2 separate regions of the Sus scrofa genome follow, and region 2 is linked to region 1. A link is a contact called in public Hi-C data. All regions are on one chromosome and are shown on one strand. Each heading gives the region's core, a stretch centred on a gene start, on an enhancer-like site or on the middle of the called end of the contact. The rest is flanking DNA. Distances are from core to core; before and after follow the strand shown. Region 1 overlaps LOC100512907 (a long non-coding RNA gene). Region 2 overlaps LOC106504342 (a long non-coding RNA gene).

What was found. A called contact is a pair of places that touch in the nucleus more often than the background predicts.
Region 2: a contact with region 1 is called in a Hi-C map of heart right ventricle, with 2.2 times the contacts expected there. The contact joins two enhancer-like sites. A contact is called at or near these places in 3 of 47 Hi-C or Micro-C datasets (embryonic fibroblasts, fetal heart ventricle and heart right ventricle).

Annotation. Positions count from the first base shown.
Region 1 is chr7:17,348,669-17,355,944 of Sscrofa11.1, reverse strand. It overlaps LOC100512907 (a long non-coding RNA gene), which reads right to left. Exons shown (of 7, transcript XR_002346090.1): 7 at 1,033-6,448. Among named protein-coding and RNA genes, the nearest start is that of PRL, 110 kb to the left of the region's middle. Within about 2 kb of position 4,839, at least 46 of the 83 cell types and tissues checked have an H3K27ac peak or open chromatin away from gene starts, as enhancers often do.
Region 2 is chr7:18,200,406-18,207,093 of Sscrofa11.1, reverse strand. All of the region lies in intron 4 of LOC106504342 (a long non-coding RNA gene), which reads right to left. Among named protein-coding and RNA genes, the nearest start is that of HDGFL1, 510 kb to the right of the region's middle. Within about 2 kb of position 3,058, at least 6 of the 83 cell types and tissues checked have an H3K27ac peak or open chromatin away from gene starts, as enhancers often do.

The sequences.
Region 1 (7,276 bases), core at 3,590-6,089:
CAGTTCGTTACAGAGGTGATCAGAGGGCGGAAAGCAAGAATATTGTTTGTTCAGTCCTCTGCTTAGCCAACTGAGGGGTGCCCACACAAGAGGGTAACCTAGACATACTTAAACGAGTGGAAGCAGATTAAAGGAAAAGAAGAGAAACCAAACCAAGACAACTTAGTGTGACTCATGCAGTTCCAGGTAATAAAAAACTTACAGGTTTTTGAGATCCTATTAACTGTTTACATAATGATGTTTAAAGTTTCTGGCTTGCAATATGCTTTCATGACTTCACAAAAGACCCATATTAGCTTATTGTTATATCTTCAATATTATAAAAGTGTTCAGATGATTCAGAAGAGACAGAGCCTATTTGTGAGGTCAGGGGAGCTGATCATCTCTAAGCATCTAATGTGCTTATCACCAGCTCTGCCCCCAAGTTAGAAAGATTGCATAACATTAGGTGTTGTCAGAACACGGTAAGGGAAATGACTTCATTCAAGATCTAACGATGTTGGTGCTCCATACCAACCAACTGCTATTTTCCCCTTTTTGTTTACCCAACAATATCCCCCAAGCTCGCTGATCCATGTTGAGCCATATAATTTGAGAAGCCAGCCTCACATGTGAGCAGAAAGTAAATACTTACCTAATGACTAAGAGATTGATGCAATGATTGAGTGCGATTGTTCCTGCGGCTTTTTGATCAATGCCACTGGATGAAATGAATACTATGGACACCTACTGTCAAAGCATATGTTAGCTTAACTTTAACAAGGCAGCATAAATGACACTCAGTCTTGTTTTAGTTTTTCAGCCACACCCATGGCACATGGAAGTTCCCAAGACACCGACTGAATCTGAGCCACAGCTACAACCTACACCACAGCTGCAGCAACGCTGGATCCTTGAATCCACTGCACCACAGCAGGAACTCCTTGTTTTTGCTTTTGATCCATTTATTAGTTTATATAATAATGGGTTGAAAGCCACAACAATGAAAAATTCTTAACAATCTAAGAACTAAATAAGACTTAAACTGAACAATTTCAGTGTGATTAATTTATTATGAAGCAAAAAAAATTTCAATATTCAATTTGACTAGGGACCCAGACAGAGGATGCACCTAATATAAAAATTAAGCATCTGTCCTTTAACAAGTTAATAAACTGACGCTAACATTTTCCCTTCTGTAATTTAAAGTGACATTTAATTTTGAATTTAAATATTTAAATGGTTATCCACTGACCCAAACAAAGTACTATGAAGAAGAGTAAAAATGTTCACTTATTAAAGTCATAAATGAAATTGCTTCATTTTGGAAGGAACAGCACACCAAGGTAATCTTTTATTCAATAAACATAAATGAGCATTTTAATCAGTTAAGAAAGACTGTTAGTATGGTCGGAAACCTTTACAAAAAAAAAAAATGTTATTTGGGGGATTCTCAAAGCTAGTAAGGGTGTGTAGTTACCACATCAGAAAAAATACACTCTCTTTTAGCTTGATCAACTATATTTTTATGCCAAAACATAAACACTGCTGGTTTAAAAAAGAGAAGAAGAAGATGGATGGGTTTCTTTTTTTGTTTTGACTGTGGTCTCTGGTAAAAGTGGAAACCACTGTTTGAAAACATTTATAGCTAAATAGTCCTAAATACTTTTAAAATCCTAAAGGAAAAGAAAAATCCACATCTACAGTTACTTATCTTCCATGGGGCCAAGGAATCCAATGTTACAAGTTCACAAGAATCCACATTATTCTCCTCCCTAATGCAGCCAAGCCTTGTGAGTACTTGTGACATCACAGCATGTTCTCACAAAAATTAATTTCCAATCAAAAAGGCAGGACAATGCTTCCTTTCAGCAGAGGGACAGATAAGGTAACAGAGGGACACTGTGGTTTAAGCACAGATAGTCTACTATGAGGAACAAGAAGAATCTAAGTGTTCTTGACTCTATATTCCTTTATGTTTCTCCTGGTGGACTCTGAATTTACTTTAATAGAGCTATCAAGAATCTGCCTCTGGAAAAGATCTTTTAAAAATCACAAACACAGAGACACTTGGAAAGGACAGGAGGAGAAAACAACACAGGTCATCTTATAAAACTGATTATGTGAAGTCTCTCCACACAGTATATATGTCAGCGTTGAGGAAAAACAATATCCAGATAAATTCAGCAGATATTCTTTCTTCTGGAGAAAAACCTATGTCTTTCTGTACATTGTGAAGCAAAGAGGGTAGGGTGGGAGCAGTTAGGTTTTATCCATGAGTATAAACAACAGGCTGGCTTTTGAAAAATAAGCCAAACCCAAAATAGCCCAGGAAAAAAATATTTTGTAATAAAAAAGGGCTATATATAAGTGCATACATACATACATATATATTTTTCCCCCCTGTCCAAATCTGGAATCCTTACTATCTTATTTTAAACAAACCAGAGATTGCAAGCTTCAATCTGTTTGGATAGAAAAGAATTTATATAAATGTTTTGTTCCAGCCCAAAAGGGAAAGAGAGTTTAAATACACAGTGCATGAAAGATGCATGCCCAACTTCAAAACAGCTTAGTGCAGAGGAGAGGAAAAATAACCCAACCTTCTGTTAGTCCTTAGCAGCAGTCTTTATAAACTGAAATATCTTGTGATTTGCAACATCGTTTCCATGACCCCAACCCTAAGCCATTAACCAAAATTTCATAACTGCCCTGCTCTGGTGCCTCTTCGGGTGGGGAGAACAGGAGGGTCAACGAAGAATAATGGAAGCAAAAATCTGTATTTTGCACCCTTCCTCTGCACTTGAGAAAGAAAAAACCAGGGCAGATAAATCTGTATAATACTAAACCAAATCTCCTTAATTCCAGTCAGCTTTTATCATTCAGTCACTGAGTCTGTGTGTGGAAAAATTCATGCTAATTCCCCCTAGCAACAGCCTCAGCCTATCAGGAAGACTTTATGTACCATGCAGCTGCCAGCCAGAGAGAATAACTCTAAGTAGGTCAGGCCTGTATTTCTAAAAATGCTACGGTCTAGTAACCCCACTGTCCCGTCTGTCTGCCCTGCCCCATAATAACCTCAATTGCTTGGTGACACAATGACATACTACCCTGTTAGAGAGCAATCACATCATGCTACATTATTCTGCTTCGGGCATGACTGCTGGGTGAAGGACCCACGGAGGGGCAGCATTAATCAGGCAGCCATTCACGTCCACCAGCACTTCAGTCCCGAAATGGGGACTGCATTAATGACCAGCTGTTTGAACGAACACAAACAAAATAATGTCTTCCACCCTGTTGGGTGCACAGAATGAGCTATTCTGATCTGGCAGGTTCCGCTCCTTGACTAAATCGAAGATGTAAATTAAACGGGCTCCGACAATGTCAGCTTTGGCAACCTCAGAGTAAGTATATTTAAATTATATTACGTGGGATTCAAAAAGCTATTGATTTAATATACAGGGCTTTCCCCTGCCTGCGCGTCTCCCTAATCCACATTAAAAAGGGAAATGCATACACGGGTAACGTAATACATATGCGCGTATTACCCAGGAAGCCGAGAGAGAGCGGGGCTGAACTGAAATTGACTTCTCTTCGGGCAGAGAAACAAAGCGGGTGTGGAGTAATTGTGCAGTGTGAACACAAATACAAATAGGCAATGAATGCCGTGGAGGAGCGCTGAAAACAAATAAGAGTAAACATCCTAAGCCTACCAACCAATCAGCTCCTCCCACCGTGTCTCTGTGGGGGCTGTGGGCGCACCGCAATCGCTAAGAACCAGAGACAAGGGAGGGAAGTGAAAACGTGGCCTTAGAATCTCAACCACGGTGGTGCCCCAACTTGGCCTGGGGTTATTCAGGCACTGCTGTTTGGCTTCAGGACAACCAAGGCTCCTTCAAGGTTTATACCAGGGCTAGCAACAAAAAGCAGAACCCCACAGGAGTTTTCAAATTCTAAAATGGGCATTTTCAAATTCAATTGACCCAATTTATCAGAATATAGCTTTTAACTCCTCTCCATGTTAATGCACAAAAACACGTAAACAAACACTTCCTGAGGATGCAGAGATAAGGGAGACGAGCAGTGCTGTTTTGGGCTATTTGGGGGAATATCTTGCACTGATGGGGCAAAGTGCTAATATTTTCTTACACAATTAATCTGCATTTTTAAGGGTCCACAGTTTCATTTAATGAATACACAGTATCCCCACCTCCCCAATGAATAAATAATTCAGCCTTCAATTATGCAGAATTCAGCAAATCTCAAATGTGTAATCCATCAGTATTTGATTTACAAACATAGAAGATTCCCTAATTCATTTGCCCTTGTTTGAACCGGGTTTGATAACTCGGTTATGACTGTCTTCTGCACTTTGTGGCACACATCACATAGTTATTCTTGGAGAGATACAGTTACTGACGCAACCATGAACCACTAATTACAAGCTGCTGACATTCTGCTTGTCTCTGCAGCTTTGAAGTTCTGAGTCTGTTTTTCTCACTTATGTGCTTGCTCAGTTTCACTCTCTTTCCCTCACTGCTCCCCTCCCCCCATCGTCCTCTCTTCTCCTTCTTCCCACTTTGAGCCTTTCTGGATTGGCTCTAGTACTATCTGGAGGGAGCGCTAAGAGGGATCAGCAGCTCCAACCTGCTTTCTTTCCATTCCCTCCCTGCTCCCCGTGCGTGCACACAGATCTACAGTTTGGACAGTACAGTAATAAGATCCCCACCCAACCCCACCCGCAGGAATGCGTCAACAGCTGGCCAAACATAATCCAACACACAGAGCTGCCTTTGTAGAAATAGTAACAAACAGTGGAAGGGCCAGACAGGCATCCCAGACAAGCTCCCCATGACAACTGGGAAAGCTCCTCTACCCCAGACTGGAGCTGACTCCTTTACCAAGCTGGGCTTGGGGTGCCACGGCTCATGCATCTAAAGCCCAAACAAGCGCCTCCCCAAGCTCTCCAGAGGCTGTCCCAGGGCACGTGCATCTCCCCACAGCAAGGGAGATCCCGCGCTTCCTCTATACTGAGTGTGACTCTTTTTTGCCGCATGGCACGCGCCCTCCAAACGCAACACCGCAATCCCAAATTTCATCAACGGTATCCCGCACCTCTATCTAGCCATCTACCTGCAAGCTCGTAAGGACCATCTCTTCCTGAGCAAAGGACTCCTTTTCTTAATTTAGAGGCTGAGCCGGGAATTCTAAAACATGTAAATATAAGACTGCATTCGTCTCCATTGAACATTTAGCATCTGAAGCCTGTGGTAGCCAGCTGGTCTCAAAGTCATCTGGGATACATTTATTTTGATTAAATTGATCAGATTTCTATTTACAGGACAGAATTTTTCACCATACTGAATACAGCTGTGTTTACAGGGATCTGTAGAAGAAGAAAACAAAACCCTACAATCAGTCCTAGAGAAGCACAGAGCACTCAGAACTTCAAGGAGTTAAAGCTGAGGAGGGTTGCTTGCACATTAACAAGAAAATTCTGCATGCAGCTGCTTTGGCCATTCTCTCTGGCTAGTCAGGAAATGGGTGTTGAGCTGAAGCTGAAAATACAAGCTGCAATCAAGCCCAATCCAGCCAAGTGACAGACTTCCTGTGTAAAATGGTCAGAAATCTCTTTTTTCATGTCTCTACATGCATGCACATGCATTTAAATCCATGCTGCAAGGCTGCTCTTTCCTCTGGGGACACTGGTACAGTCACCTAGCCCATCAGTTTCTTCCTTGACAGCACCGGGGACATCCAGACTACAATTTACAGTTCCTCCATCCATGTACTGGGTTGTAAATTATGCCATCCTCCTAGAATGAGAATGCAGGGCGAGCGGCAGATGATCAAACGGCGTTCTGCATCTCCTCTTTCTTCTCAGGCGCTCCCTCGCTCTGCCTTTCTCCAACTCTGCCTCTTCCTCGGGCAGGCAGACACGTCAGATACCTGGTTTATCCATCGTCAGCTCCACTCCCAGGTAAAATGCCACCACATCTCATCAAGACTGATCCCTGGGAGCAGCCCCAGCTGGGGGCGCAAGGAAGGGGCTGTGGCCTGCCCTTGCCCTTCAGAGGACCAGTGGGCACTGGATGGAAAGTATTCCTAACTTCCCCTGCCCCGGTCCTTGGCGTTCTTCCCATGCGTCCCACCCCGGGTCTTCTGCAGCATCACCCTGTCTTCCAAGTCCCCTTGTCCGGCTGTGAGGGGGCCCCGGCCACAGCTCCAGCAGCAGGTCCTTCTTCTGCACTGCGTAGACCAGCAATGCCGGGTTCAGGTGACCGTGGCGAAGCTGGGGCTGGGAGGCAGCAGGAGCAGCTCAGGTAACCAGGGGAAGCTTGGCGCGCCCACAGCGATGCAGCCCTGGAGCTGTGAGGAAAGACGGTCTGCTTCGGTATTTAAAAAAAAAAAAAAAAAAAAAAAAAGGAAAGAAAGAAAGAAACACAAAAACAGCGCAGCTCGGCGCCTGCGGGGGTGGAAAAAAAACAGACACAAACCATAAAAAAAAAAAAAAAAAAAAGCAAGAGTTAAAATCAAATTTCAAAAAAAAAAAAATTACATAGATCAGAGTACTTCATGCGACTTTTATTTTTGACGTTTCTCGGGTTATTGGCCTCCCCACCCCCTCCAAAATCGCCTCTGTCCCTGAACGCTACTGTCCATGAGTGCCGAGCCACAAAGGCTTTTGCTCCAAAGTGCTGCAGACCCAGCATCACATGAGAAGCCACATGACAACTGGAGTCGGCTGCTGATGTGGTCAACTATGTTGCCGAGGCAAGGGGGAGTAGGAGGGAGACAAATCTTAAGTGAGACATGCCCCTCTCGTGCTGCCAGGAAGAAATTTCCTTAAAAGAACAATGAGTAAAAGGCATCTCTGAAGAAATGCATCCAGACTTTCATATATGCACACGCACATAGACTAAAGAGATCATGGGTGCTTGGAGACATTTTGAGGATGCTGTACCACAGACACTAGCTGGATGGCAGCAATATTATTTCTAGTTTGTATTAGTCAAAGCTGATTCCACTTAAGCGGATTCCTGAAAAGCACACACCATGTCTTCATAGCATGATCAGGCTTGGAAAACCAATTCTATTATCTCGCCCTGCAATCTGTATCTGAACCTGCATTCTGAATAATTTATTTTTAGACTAATAAGATGCTTGCCAAGACCGCTCCCTTTCTTCGGCGAGTGGCGCAGGCAATATTCACCCAAGTGGGAAGAGCTTGCCCCTTTGTAGGGAGAAGAGACGAGACGGTTTTCATGATTTTCAAAATACGCAATTTCTTATT
Region 2 (6,688 bases), core at 1,809-4,308, 850 kb before region 1:
CCGGGAGACCTTGACCCTCCTTATACACTTATTACACTCGTTGTAATAAGTTAGTTTGCTAAATGACACCCCACCAGTGCCACGGCCAGTCCCAGGCTGACCATAAAAGATGAAAAAGGGGGCAGTAGCCTAACTGCTGGAAATCTCCACCCCTTCCCCAAAACAGTTCCTCCTACTCACTAGCATGTCAAGCTATCCAGCCCATAAAGACTAACCACCACCTACAGCCAGGAGCCACTCTTACCTTCTGTCTATGGAGTGTGTATCTCTCTCAATAAACTCATTTTCATTTTACTCTGGCTGCTTGCGAATTTTTTTCCGGCTCCAAGCCAGAGAGTCTCACTTGTCAACCCCACCCAGGGACTCGCAGTAGACCTGGCTTGTCACCATGCATTTGGTCCTGCAATGATAAGACCAAATGCCTCTGATGCTCTTAGCCCAAGCCTGTGTCTGCCTTGTCACCATATTCCCTAGATGATTTTCATTCACCTGACCGTGAAATAAAAATCAGAATGGAGGCTGAAATGCACCTTTGACTATGAGGAAATAGCTCACGTCCAGTAAGGATCCAGTTGCTGATATACCCACATAGACTGAAGAACCTCCAGCTTTATTTCCTTCTTGGCCTAACTCAGCACCTTCTAGCCAATCAGCAACACCCAAGTAACCCACTTGACCCTAATCAATGAGAATTCAGCTCTTTGAATCTCCTGTTTGAGGCTGGTAAACCTTACCGTTACCCTCCAGAGATGAGCTTCTTATCACTTTCAGTTTTGAAGTCCTTTGTTTGTTGAAAACTTTGATTCTTACTCTATAAAATATTCATGTCATAGAAGATCTCTGAATTTTTTTATTGACACTAATATCTGAGAACTGATGTCAAGGTGAAAAAGATGAGGAGTACCACTGAGTTGACTTGGTTCTATGTATATTTGTCACTAAACTAGCTCAGCCACCATGTTGGATGGCCATTCTGTGTACTTCAGTTGCTTCATCTGTAATGATGGCACTGGATCAAGATCTTCTGCCAATTCAGCTTTGAAACATATTGTCTCTCTTGATCTGATTTTTCTGAGAGTTCCTTCCTGTGTTGGAATCTGATGAATAATGTGTCTTCCTAGCTCTTTTCAGGCATATAGTTTAGATACTGGGCAAGATTGCTAAGATGGTACTGGAGTTGCAGGCTGTGTGATTCTGGGCACAGGTACTGTATGATTTTCTTTCTGGTCTAGTCAGTAAAATTGAGTGGGAATGATCAAAGCTGTATTATCAAGAGAAGACAGATTACTGTTAAAGTCTTTGAATAAAATCAGAGCACCAGGAAATAGTGCTTGTATTTGCTCAACCTGAAGAAACTGAAGATGCAAATATTTTACTAAAAGGTATAAGAGTCATGGATTTAAAAAAGAAGGTGGGAAAATAGTATTCTCCTGAATTGTTGTGGCCTTAGGTCCACCTGAGATTTCCTAAGTTGTGGCCCAGGAGAAGTGCCTGACCCCTGGGCATTAACTCTTGAAAAGTACAAGGACTCTACCATCCAAGTCCCTCTAGCAGGGATTCTGCTGACATGGTTTCAATCAAGGCTGTAGGGAGATTAGTCTCTGTATGAATGTCGACTATAGGATTACAAAGCATCCTTGCACTTAGCTTCATTGTTCTTGAACATAGGATCTCCCCTCCCCCTATGAAAATCTTGTTTTACTGCATTTACATTGGAAAATATTTGCAATTAAGTTATTAATTAGTTTGGGAATCTGCAAAATCCAAGATCAGTGAGATTGTCTCCTACTAATGTTAAATATCTAGCATATGTAAGATGCCTAATATACAGAGAAGCATTTCTAGAAAAATGATGCATAAGTGAGATAAAAGAAATAATGACATTAAAAATATCTGTATTAGAAGGAAATTGGGAGAGTGAGCAATTTTTTTTTTCTATAAGGTTTCAGGAAGAAATATAATTATCTGTTTGTTTCTTTTATGTCCTGTAGCAAGAGACATAAAACTAGAAAGATGCATAAATACATAGATAATTTTAGACTGAGAAGATGTGAGTGTAGTCATAGATTTATTAGGCATATGTTTCTTAGTCAATAAAAATCTGGTCAGTAAGCACTTAACTGGATAGTTCTGGCCTCTAGAACTATTTTCCATCCCTGACTTTTCCAGCTTTTGTAAACAATCCCTAGTATTTTAACCATGTAAAGAGACCCAACTCACCCAGATCTAAGCGTATACACATGGATGGAGGTGCTCATGTGCTAGTTATTAAAGTGACCCTGGGCAAAGCTAATTTTGCTGGGCTGTGTTACTGAAATAAAATGGAGCCCCACCCTCACTTTGTGGGGAGAAGTTAGGGGCGGGATTTCAGGCTGGCAGAGCTCCAGATGGAACACACTATATGGTGTCAGTGATTGCTGTAGGGTTCGTGTCCTGAAGAAAACAATAGCTTAGTGCTGATAAAGCAAGAGGTGATTGTCCTTGATAAGCCAGCTGCTGGAGGCTCAGCTTACTGGGGTCAGGCACAAGGTATCTCTTTCATATAACCTCTCAGAGAAAAATTCAGATGCTGGTGTTATTCCTTTGCTTACAGTCTAGGATCCTGCCCATAATGTGTTTCATTTCTTGTAAGTCTCAGCAGAAAACGCACCTGAGTATAAAACTAGAGCCCTTGCAACATCTGGAAACCCTTGGAGTAATCCATTACCACTTGAACAATGGAAAATATCCCTACCCCACCCCCTTTATCTTCCTTCTTTTGAATCTTTAAAGGGTAAAACCCCCACCCCCATTCCATGAATGCTGAGATAAACTGCTGCTTAGATAATTCACTGTCAAAAAATATTGAGCACACTTTAGGGGGATGGCAGTCGTAATGGTCTTTTCAAGTGCCGTAGCACGAAAGCTGAGCCTATCAAGATTTTTTGGCAGGCTTTGCGTTTAACTTGTCATGTTATATATTGCAGAAGTGCAATTCGGAATCAGTGTAAATCAGCTTAGAGGACTCTTAGGGAAGCTGTGGGAAAGTTGCCTCAGCAACACTTGGGCTAAACAGAAGGTGGCAGCCTTTTAACATCATCTGGCACAGGCGCAGCCAGCACACATACAGATTCCATTGCCATGATCATTGGGTTCTTCTCTAAATTCCTGATAGGCAGTTTACAGCTTCATGCTTCTTGCAGCAAGGAAGCAGAACAGAATGAGGAGAGGTTTATTTAGAGTGATAGCACTGGACACCTAGAGGCTCAATTGGCAAAATATACAGCAAATAGAAAACCATAGCACTGGACTGAAAACATCTATAGCAATGTCAGAAACTTGTCTATTTTTCATTCTTAATGAAAACTCCAGTGTTCAAGGTAAATAATACATCAAATTAAGCCTAGAAAGGGATAGGCAGTTTCCATTTTCTCTGCTTCCAAAAGAACTTTATGAAACTAATTTATAACAATGGGAAAACCCTGAGAATAAGACAATTATGGTCCAGTATGGATTCCAGTGTGAATCCTTGGGCTGTAAGTAAAGCCAAAGAGCTTTTGTTTAATGTTGGATTCCCTAAGGTTCACTCTTAGTTCTGCTACTAGGTAGCTTCTGACCTAGGGCAAATCTCCAAGCCTCAGTTTCTGTCCCCTCCCCCACACTTTTTTTCGGGCCACATCCAGGGCATATGGAAGTTCCCAGGCTAGACATTAAATGGGAGATGCAGCTGCCAGTCTAGGCCACAGCCACATAGCAACATGGTATCTGAGCCAAGCTGTTTGCCATCTACACTACCGCTCGTGGCAACATGGGATCCTCAACCCACAGAGCGGGGCCAGGGATTGAACCTGCATCCTCATGGATATTACTTGGGTTCATTACTGCTGAGCCACCATGGGCACTCCCCAGTTCCTTCATTTTTAATTGGGGATAATAAATACATGTCTATGGTAGGGTTATGATGATTTGTGAGATCATATATGTAATACAGTGCCCAGTTCATACCAAATATTCAATAAATGATATCTTTACAATCATCACTCTTACTATTTTTACTTTACTCTTACTTTGCTATTCTCAAAAATGTTGCGTACTTTATCTAATTTTATCCTTACAGCGATTCTGAGAAGTAGGTGGGAAAGGAATTTCTCTCTTCCCTTTGCAACTAGGGGTAGGAAGGGTAGATTAAGTGACATGCTGGGTCGTAAGCCCTCTCCTTTCTCTAGGACTCCATTTTCTCATCAGGTAAATGAAGAATCTGAGCTGGAGAAAGGGAATTTAAAGTTCTTTCCAGATTTAACATTTGCAAATCCTTTGTTTAGGTGAACTTCCAGCATCTTTGTAAGGAGTGAGCCAGAGAGGAAATCAGTTGCATTTTAATCTTAATGGTAATTTGCTATGAATCAAGATAATGCAGGTTGGGTTATGAGCACACAGAGCTCTTCTGCCCTATGAGTAGTTAAAGAAATGTTGAAACACAGGGCTCCTGTGAAACCCAAACAATAACAAACATCAACTCAAAGTGTGAGCACCTCACAAAAGAAACCCTGTTTAATTTTATGTGCAAGGCACTTGACTGTATTTTGTAGTCCACTATAGCCCCATCCATTAGCTCCTGAGAGGGTGCTTCTCTTAAAATTAATATGACCTAAATTCATCATACATGTTCTACAGTGAATGAAACTATCAATGCACTATTTAAAAGAATGACCTTCCAGGGAGAACAAGCAGACATTAGAGAAATACCCAACTAACACTGCCTACTAAGAAGTGGTGTGTTTTAATTATGACTTTTGGCAAAAAGGTCCAAAGTCTCATAATTATCTAATAGTAACAACTGCCACATTGTTTTGTTTTGTATAGTACTTTTGTAAGATTACACGACATGAGAAATCAAGCTTCATGCATGACCTCAGCTATTGTGAAGATCGTTGTGAATATTTCATTCCATCACCCAGATGTCTTTTAATTGCCACATCTAATGCAAAGCTATAGCCATATTTTACAGATTTAAATCAAACCATTCGTTCTAATGGCAGTATCTGCCAGAGTTCCAATAATTTAGATGTGAAAAAAAAAAATCTGTCACTCTAAGATTGTCAAAATAGAAGATAGCAAAGTGGGTTTGTGAGAAAACTTCTTTCTCAACAACACCTCTATTCCTCATAATGATCTGAGCTGCCTCTCTTCCTCTCTTGGCATGGAAGAGATACCTGTTCCAAGATCGTCACAAATCCTAAAATTTGTAAATGCAAAGCCTAAAATTTATGGCAGAATTCTGCAAGTGTTACCATGAATCAGTGATGACTAATGTGACAGAGACAGTCACTGGTTATTGAATAGCATGTGCTTCCGCCACATTTTTTAACCACCTTAAATTAAAGTTAGGATGATGTGAATACATTATCTGGCCAATGGGCCATAATTGGAACTGATGTGTTTCTCTAATGGATGGGACAACGAAAGAATTACATTGAAATTCTCCTTTCTCTTTCACTGTCCTAGAGAAATAGATCCTGGAACTGGCAGGAGGGAAATAGACTAGATCCCAGAGTCACTGAAAGTAGCTTCCTTCTGGAGCTACTAAGCCCACAATAAACACTGTGTGCATGATAAGTAAATTTTCATGTTTATTACTGCTTCAAAGCTACCCTATACTGTCTAATACAACCACAATTAAACAAAGTACACATCTTCAACAATATTTCATAGTGAACCACACAAGTTCATAATCATATTTCTGAGATCACACCTCTACATCTACTGATGTCATTTCAGCAAAACAGTAAATTCCTGGGATACCCAGATCTCTATCAGTTCCTCATGCACGGAGAAAACTTGGACAATAAATCTCAAATCCATGTATGTTTTTCAAACTATACCATTTAAACTGACTTTCTATTATACTTCTCTCAACTTCACTGAAAATCACCTGTATAGGTTAATTGGAAGAATATTACTTTAAGAATAAAGAGATACCATGAGAAGTGGGTTATTGGTGGCCATAAAATTTTACTCACTACTAAATGAACTTTTTCCATCAGCCTTGTAATGCACACATATTCAAAAGACATGGTCTGAATCTTTATAAATTTAACTATTTCTTAGACTCTACCTAATGCCTATTTTTGCTTGACATGAAAATATCTCAACTTGCTTATAATCCTAACTCAAATACAATGTAGTGTTAGGTATCAGCTATCTGGTTCTGATGTCAGATGATCTGTTCTCTAATTTCTTCCATCCTGTCAGGGTCCAACCTTATATGTCCAACCCCATCTTGGCATTTGCTTTGCAACATTTCTTATGCTTCTTAAAATGTGATCCAATAACCACATGGGCCAGATCACCTGGAGTTCGTGGTTGACATGCATTTCTCCAGATCTTACATGAGCCCTTGAGTCAGAATTTTCTGTATTTTTAAGTAGTTCCCCAAGTTATCACTACTAATATTAAATTTTTAGCTATATTTTCATACCAACATCTCTTTCAACACTTTGATTTCACATCCTTCTTTTCTTGCTTATAGGGTTTCTGACAAGAAATCCACTATAATTCTTAGCCCTGTTCCACTAGAGATAGGATGTTTTTATTCTCTATTTCTCTCTCTTTTTAAAAAAATCTTTTGTTTTCTGTAGTTTGAATATGATTTTCTTAAGTGTGTGAGGTATTTTTTATTACTGCTGTTTGGTATTTATCCTCCTTGTTG